Linked DNA regions of Gossypium hirsutum: region 1 is linked to region 2. Evidence: chromatin contacts called from public Hi-C data. All regions are on one chromosome and are shown on one strand. The core of a region is the stretch at or near the end of the contact, and the rest is flanking DNA. Distances in the headings are between cores, read along the strand shown. Region 1 has its middle 16 kb from the start of LOC107954355. Region 2 holds the start of LOC107954255 (importin subunit alpha-1).

The links. A called contact is a pair of places that touch in the nucleus more often than the background predicts.
Region 1: a contact with region 2 is called in a Hi-C map of leaf, with 2.6 times the contacts expected there. The contact joins the enhancer-like site here to the promoter of LOC107954255 in region 2. A contact is called at or near these places in 4 of 34 Hi-C or Micro-C datasets (callus and leaf).

What each region holds. Positions count from the first base shown.
Region 1 is chrD07:20,557,373-20,561,608 of Gossypium_hirsutum_v2.1, reverse strand. No RefSeq gene overlaps it. Among protein-coding and RNA genes, the nearest start is that of LOC107954355, 16 kb to the right of the region's middle. Within about 2 kb of position 1,463, at least 3 of the 9 cell types and tissues checked have an H3K27ac peak or open chromatin away from gene starts, as enhancers often do. A contact at or near this core is called in leaf, where this site is marked.
Region 2 is chrD07:20,381,903-20,386,520 of Gossypium_hirsutum_v2.1, reverse strand. LOC107954255 (importin subunit alpha-1) reads left to right here and starts at 2,999. Exons shown (of 12, transcript XR_005915727.1): 1 at 2,999-3,362; 2 at 3,660-3,756; 3 at 3,847-3,938; 4 at 4,045-4,176; 5 at 4,269-4,454; 6 at 4,556-4,618.

The DNA.
Region 1 (4,236 bases), core at 214-2,713, 180 kb before region 2:
TTGTATAAATTGATAATTAAATATGAATTGGTTGATTATTATAGTTTTATATGTTTTATGTTAATTTGTAGTTAACGTCGATTGGAAAATGTCCGAAGACATTTTGATAAACAAAGCATTGTCAGTTTGAAAAATGTTTTATTGAAAAATTTTGATAAAACATTTTACGTGAATAATGGGATAATTTTATGTTAACCATCATATTTTATATGAAACAAATATAAAAAAATTGAAAATATTTTCCGTTAAATTTTTTACGCGAAACAAAACTACCTTTAGTGACAATTTTTTTTTTGTTATAATACTAAATATTATTTGTACATTTTGGAATGTAGTTGGGCCACACAAGAAAGTAATGGAGCCCATGGTCTTGCAAGAGAAATATTAACTATGGGCGTTTGCTTCATTATTGTTATACCAGCCCATGACTTATTATATACATCATTCACATCACCATCTATCTAGCAGGTTACCATGACAAGATAGGCAATCTAACACCGCCTTTTCTTACCATGCGACTCTCAGCCCCTCATTACCATGTGAACCGTTGTCTTCCACCGCCTTTTCTTATTTCCCCCTCAGCAAGGAGGCTATTAGGAGTTGAAAGATTGTTCCGAAGATCATTCATCATTAATTTGTTTCGTGTGGACAAATAGATTCTATAAACCGTTTTCTTTTGATCTTGCATTTTCAAGGTCTATGGAATACCAACCACAAGTTTGACATTATTGATATTGGTTACAATCTTTTACAGGTGAAATTTGATAATATGGCTACTTAGTTCTGGCCATAGTTTATTTTTTGTTAGTTGGTCTAGTTATTGAAATTCTATTAGGAGGGAGAATATACACTTAACTAAGTCCTCATTTTGGTTAGGCTTTCATAATTACCATTGGACTATGACAAAAAAAGATTTGTGCCATGATAGGTTCAACTTTTAGGGCTTCTAACATTTGATTTCACACGTAGCAATTTTCGAATAAAGAGGTACGTCAATTCTTTTTATATGTTAAAATTTTAGATGGTATAGAAATGTGATTGTTGTACACTTACGAAATTTAAATTATATTTTATTTTAAAAAATTATAATATATTAATAATATTAATTAGTGAGATTTAGACTATATTTTTAATAAAATTTACAAATGTAATTTTATTTATTAAAATTTATTTTTATTTTATAAAATATGATTAGTAGTTTTTTTTAATATAAAATTTAAGCATTTTATTAAAATAATATTTTATTTTTATTTCACTTCAGAATAAAAGTAACTTTACTAAATTTGAGATAAAATTCTATTATAAATGGTAAAAATAAAAAATAAAAAATAATTTTATAACAAATCTGATTATTATCATAAAATGTGACTTTTATAAAGAATGGTGACTTTATATTTGTGACCACGTAGGGTAGCTTTCTTGATGTGGGAGCTTAAAATAATTGATCAAAAAGTTTGCGCTGGGCTTTTCAGATAGATCCTCATTTAAAGGGTGTGGCCCAAAATATTCTGACGTCTTCCTTAATCCTCTGTTCCACCTACCAAAAATTTTGGAGTTTAAAGTCCAGCCCACTACACCTTTGAGAAAATTTGGATCAAATCTCATATCCAAAATTTACAAAATTTTAAAAAATATATTACCGAACAGGAATGATACAAAAATATATAAGGAAATTATTTGGTACAAGCAAAGTTAGAGAGTGATAAGTGTCGTATAGAGATATAGTAAAACATTAAAAAAAAAAGAACACTTAAGTTTTTTTAAGGCTGCTTTTCTCCTTTGTTTTATCTAGCAATAGTGCTATTCTTGGGCAGGCTACCACCCACCTTTTTCTCCCTTTCTCCCATCAACCCTCTCTTTCTTTGTCCTCATTCACTCCACATGCCTTTTTTTTTTCATTCTACAGATATGTTTTGTGAACCTCCACTGACCACCAACACTTTTTCTTGAAAAGTTGGTTGGTCGTAGATATTCAAATGGTGGCTCTTTGTTGGCTTCTTAATATGTTTATGTTTTGAGAGTATTTCAAAATAATAAATGATTTCACGAATCGATTTGGACTCTTGTTGTCTTAAGTACTACAAGTTTTTTTTTGTTTTCTTTTTCATTGTTTAATAAATCTTCACTTTTGGAAGTTTTTGTCTTGTATTGTACAAGTTTTTTAGTCTTACTTATGCATATAGTCTTGTTTTTGCAAGTGATTTTAAGAATAGTTTTGTCGCGGTCCTCTCTAACTTGGTGGATGCTTGGTTCGTTTGCAGATTTTGCCTGCCGCTTTGGACCATCTAGGGTTAATTTCCTTATCGTGTTAAATGCTTGCAATCACTTCAGCTATGTCGTGCTTGAGTTGTCACAGAGTCGGTCGTTAATATGTCATAATGTACTACTAATGTTAGGTTGAAGTCTTTGTTATGATGACGAAACTTATCAACCTGTTTTTTTTTCTTCGAATTATATAATCCCGTTGATAAAATAAACTAATTTTCGCTAACAAGTTAAAATCTTTTTCAAAAAGAATAGGTTAGGAATTACTCAAGCATTGAATTCTAAATTGTGTTACATTAAGGCGTATATTATATAAATCATATGACATGATAGACAACAGATATCACATTTAGATATAACTGATTTGTTTAAACATGAATAATATAATAAATGAGTTCAATTAGGTTTATATGCTGCATAATTATGTGATTTAATACAGGCAAACCAACTCACATACAATATACAACGTTAATACTTGTGTCATGAACGTATTAAGCATTCCTTTGGAAGGTCATTGACATTAATTTTGATACAATTAAAATTAAAAAAATTAATTATTATAGTGGTGAAATTAAATATTGTAACTATAAATTTAAAATTAAAAGTAAAATATGTATTTAGATAAAAACGTAGTGACAACGGTAAAATAAATTATTGTAACAATACATTATAACTATTAAAAACAATAGATTAAATATTATAAACTTAATTCACGACTTAACCCTTAAAATATATCGTTTTTCTATTTTATTACCTAAATTTTTTTTACTTAAATAAATACTTAAAGCATACAAATGTGGGACGTGATCTACTCTTTTTATTTTTACTGAAAATCTTTTAAAAAGCATTATTATCAATTATATTAAAATTAAAATTTTTTAATGAGCTTACAGAATGCAGAAAATTAATTATTGGGGTCGCTCCAGTAAGTAACTTAAGAAATAAATAAAAAATTTAAAAATTAATATATATATATATATATATATTTGTTAAAAACGGACTCTCTCCATTTCTGTCATTTCATCATCAAGCAAAGTCTTTTTCTTCATTTCCTTCCATCAATCAAACTCCCCCACGTTTCATAATTTATTTTTATTTTCTCATTTTTCCACTGCAATTCCATCGTCACTCGATAGGGTGAATTTCTTAATATACCGGTTTTTGGGGAAAATCATGAGATTAAGCCTTTCTTTTTTAAAATTTATTGAAATAAGTCTATTTTAGAGAGAGTGTGTAAAAACGTGTCAAACTGAACGTATTTTCAATTGATTTTACAGGAAAACGCTTCTAATTGGATGTGCTTTTAGCTTTGGTTAGATGGTTAAATATTAATATTTTTATCCTTGAGTCTGGGGTTTGATTCTTTTCCTACTCACATTTGTAATTTTTATTTTATGTTGTTTCAAGCTTTTTAAATTTTTAATTAATTTTTTAATATATTAGTTACTTCGATAGTTAGATAGTTACAATTACATCTTAGAGTCTTGAGTTCAATTTCTCTCCTACTCAAATTTATGTTTTTTTATTTCATGTTGCTTCAAGTTTTTTTTTAATTAATATTTTTAACATATTAGCCCTTTTTTTATTTAGATGGTTAGATAATTGAAACTACATCCTTGAGTTTGAGGTTCTATTATTTTTATAAGCATATTAATGTATTTTTAATTAAAAATATAAAAAAGCTTGAAACAACATGAAAAAAAATACATAATATGCTTATAATAAAAATAATGGAACCTCAAACACAATTATTTAACCATCTAAAAAAAAGAGTTAATATGTTAAAAATATTAATTAAAAATAAAAAGCTTGAAGCAACATGAAATAAAAAATATAAATGTGAATAGGAAAATAATCAAAATCGAAATTCAAGAATTAAAACACTAACATTTAGCCATCTAACCAAAGCTGAAAACACATTCAATTGAAAACGTTTTCTTGTAAAATCCATTGAAAATGCGTCCAATTGAA
Region 2 (4,618 bases), core at 1,750-4,249:
CAAATTTAATTCAATCTGTGAAGTTGATTAAAATACATTTGAACATCGGGTACATAAATTTATATTTGTCTTGACTGTGATGATTGTCCAAAATGGAAGTTTCGATACGGGCACTTGTTTCTACTGTGGCCAATAGTCCTGCAAAGACCACAACGTTTGGGTTTGTCTTTCTCCCTCAAGTCCATGTCATTTTGAATCTTGCTGACTTACGTCCGACCCTTGGGTACCTTATGTAGCCCCGGGTTTGGGAGCAACTCGAATGTAGGCGAAGGAGCTTCCTATGTCGAGATATCCTTAAAGGTGGGGAACTCATTTCCCCAAATATGTAACATGCATTTCAAAGTGTACACCTCATCGATATATTGCTCACAATCAACATTGGCCCATGCACAAGCTGTATCAATGTGTGAACACGAGTACTGAAACGTCTAGAACCTCCCGTAGTTGCACCGCCTGTTTCAGTTGTGTAAGAAAACTGTTTTCAAATTAGGTTTTTTCCAACAATCCTCCTCCCAAAATTATAGCAATTTCCACACTAATCTTTTATTTCATTTCAACAAGTTTTACACTCGTGTTAAACCTCATCCCTATTTGATGGCATGATTCAAATATACAACCAATTATTGTTTGGAAAATTACTCCATCGAAATGGACGTATACGAAAAATTGATTATTCATCTTCAATACTAAACAAGTCATACCATTTTAAAGCAACAAAAAGAAGTTTTTATCAAATAATATAACTTGCATCTAATACTATTAATTATCAATATACAGTCACATAATCATACATAATAGTAAAATAAATTAAAAAAACATAAAAATAATTACAAACTAACATTATTAATTCAAACTTGATTTCTAAGGTAAAAAAGATCTTGAATTCTCAAATGAAAAACAAATATTGTTGATATTCAATTTTAATTTTTAACAACCCTTTTTTTTCTCTCCCGTTTTATTTGTTGAAACCATAAACAATAAAAATTTGTTTTTTTGGTCGTGGGAGGGGTATATATAGGATATTGGTGCCGCCACACTGACAGGCACCACCCATTAAAAACAATTTCTTTTTCTTTCTCAAAACGGTTAAATTTTTTTAGATTTCAAACCAGTGTTTCTTCACTACTTGGCAATGCCATCTTACATAACTTGTTTTTTTATTCTATGTCAACCTTTTATTTTTTTTGTCAACCATATTTTAAAAAAAACCAACCAGTGCCGTCAATGTGTCAGACGACACCACTATAAAAAAATATTTTTCTTTATATTTGTATACTAGTTGTTTTCTATTAAAAAATCGTATTTTTGTCGGTGTCTCCTAACTACTTGGCGGCACCAATTAAAAAATATTTTCTCTTCATCATCGGGATTGATGGCAGCAAGGGTGAGGAAATCACGGCTGGTGTTGTTTGAGAGTGTGGCAACACTCATGTTTAATGTAAAAAGAAAACACCTTTTGTAAATAATGGAGGCATAATACCAATTTCGTAAGTTTTTGTATTAATTTTATAAAAAAACCCGAAGAATTTCACTTTGGTGGGTGGTAAATCCTAGTGAGAGTCATAATGAAACACAAGACGCCTAGGCCAATAGTGTCCCTTAGCTTCACCAATGTGATCAGATCTGTTTCTATCTTTTGGACTAAATGTTTTGTCGCACAATATGAATAGGGGGAAGCCGCAGTCCACAAGCATAAAGCTTTCTTGTTTGATAATGCCCTTTTCCCTATTTAGGAGAAATGAGGATGTCCCAATTATTGATAAAAAAAATGGTCTTGTCTCCATCCCAACCCACTTTTCTTAAGCCTCATAGGCAATCTTTTTCTTTTTCCAACTCCAACGAATCCCATGTAGTTAGGGGGAAAGCATCCATCCATGCCAATACAAAAACTTATCGATATTGAAGTGTTTACAAGTGATGCAACATACACTGATACACAAACACATTTAACATATCAAAAGTTTTCCTAGGTATCCACATCTACTTCGCACATAATAATCAGAATATCCAAACTAAAATATAACAAATTGAATGTCCATCAATATCCGAAAATGTATTATTTATGATACAGTTGTTCAGCAGTAGGTAGAGTTCTTCAAGCTTGCAGTTTTCCGCCTATTCTATTTACCCGCAGAAAACCATTGAACAACAATAGAAACAAAGATTTCTTATGCACTTAAATCTTACCTTTATGCAGTGGCAGAGCTCAAAGCCCCATTCCATAGCATGTATGCAATCGGTGTATCTCGATGTATCATTTTAAATTTATCTTTAGTTTTTAAATATTTTCCATATCCATAAAGCTGGAGTCAAAAAATTATTTTAGAGGTCAATATTAAATAATAAATTTTTAACAAGATCAAAATATAATTTATCATTGTATATAATTATTATTTTAAATTTTTTTAAGAGATTAATTTAAAATTTCATCATTTAAAGGGCAAAGTAAAATTTTATCGTATATTAACTTATAATTTTAAAATTTTAAAAGGATTAAAAACATTATTTTACCATTTCAAGGACGAATGCCATTACCCCTGCTGCTTGGATTACATCATTTGAAAAAAAATAATTTTGAAGATATTTTTTATATAGAAAATATTACCCTAGCATAATTTGGATTTATTTTATTATTTTTAATAATATAAGGACTAAAATGATTCATTTATAATATTATGCGTGACTTGATTGGTGATTACAACCAACCAAACTCGTATATTTCTTTTCCTTCTTTCTTAAATTAAAATTAATATTTTCAAATTAAATTAATTTTGACCAAATATATTCACTTCGATTCGTCCTCTATTTTAAAACCAATTGTGTGAGGGGATCTAAATTCGTTTGGATAAAAAGATTTATAATGATCAAATTGAAAAATATTGTCAAATTGAAGGACTAAATATTACTTATCCCCAATTATCATTCCATCAAACTCAAAGCCCAATTATCAGTATCCTGACTCAAGGCCCATCAATACAATCTCCTTTCCCTCTCTTTCACTCGCTTCCAAAACTGGCGCCACTCTCTCTGTCTTCTCATTTTCTCAAATAATCTATCCCAAGTAGTACAACGTATTCTACCTGCAATTTAATCGGCGGTTCGATCCGATTTGAAAGAGAAAAAACAAAGAATAAGAGGAGATGTCTCTAAGACCGAGCGCGAGGGCCGAGGTTCGAAGGAACAGGTACAAGGTGACGGTTGATGCGGAGGAAGGTCGCCGGAGGAGAGAAGACAACATGGTTGAGATTCGAAAGAACAAGAGAGAAGAGAACCTTCTTAAGAAACGCCGCGAAGGACTTCTCGCTCAACAACAACCGCAGCAACAACAGTTGCTCTCTTCAACTGCCGATTCCGAGAAAAATGTAGTACATTCAACTGATCAATTGATTTGATCCATCGGGTCATGATTGATAATTAGGTTCAACTTATTGTCTTACTTCAATTTCTGTAATTAGATAAAAAATGTTATTAGTGTTACTGGTGTTATAAAGTTGCTGATTAGGAGTAGGTCAATTTGTGTTACTGACATGAACTGAAATGCATGTTGAACTTATTCGTTTTAGTAAGCCTATAAAGAATGGATAGGACTATTTGCTCTTTTACTATTGAATCAAACATGATTTTGACGTGTTTATAATCTAATTGTAATCTAATTGCAGTTAGAAAGTCTTCCGGCTATGGTTGCTGGCCTTTGGTCAGATGACAGGAATGCCCAGCTTGAGGCGACCACTCAGTTCCAGAAGCTACTATCAATAGGTCGATATTTTGTTTTTCTATTTTTTCTTGTTGCAACTCACTTTTAATTTTGCATTTAGAAGTTATTACTTGCTCTTAATTTATCTTCAGATCATGGTCCTCCAATCAATGAAGTTGTACAATCAGGTGTTGTTCCTCGCTTTGTTGAGTTTCTTGCTAGGGATGACTTCCCACAGCTTCAGGTTTGATATTTTGATACTGAAGTTATTAGGATTTTGCTCAATCTCTTTGGTAATGTTTTGGCTGTTTTATGGTTTAACTGTTTATATGCAATCTTGTGGGTTGTAGTTTGAGGCAGCTTGGGCTCTCACGAATATTGCCGCAGGGACGTCAGACTATACCAAAGTTGTAATTGATCATGGAGCTGTCCCTGTATTTGTTAAACTTCTTGCATCTCCAGCCGATGATGTACGCGAGCAGGTAGATATTGCAGTCCGCAAGTAACCTTATTTTTATTAATACAGTTTAGTTGCATTCTAATACGGGTTATCATTTTCTTTTTGGAATTATAGGTTGTTTGGGCCTTAGGAAATGTTTCCGGAGACTCACCTAAATGTCGCGACCTGGTCCTTGGTCATGGTGCCTTGATGCCACTGTTGGCACAATTCAATGAGCATGCCAAGCTTTCTATGTTGCGAAATGCTACATGGACTTTGTCAAACTTTTGCAGGGGCAAGCCACGGGCATCATTTGAGCAGGTTGGTCTTTCTTGACTCTTGTAATATGAATTGTTTGGAATTATGACTTTTTTTGCTGATGTCCTTTGCTAACACGTATGCTTTTGAAATTCAATAAGCAGACAAAGCCAGCTTTGCCCACTCTTGAGCGTCTTATCCATTTGAACGATGAGGAAGTCCTTACA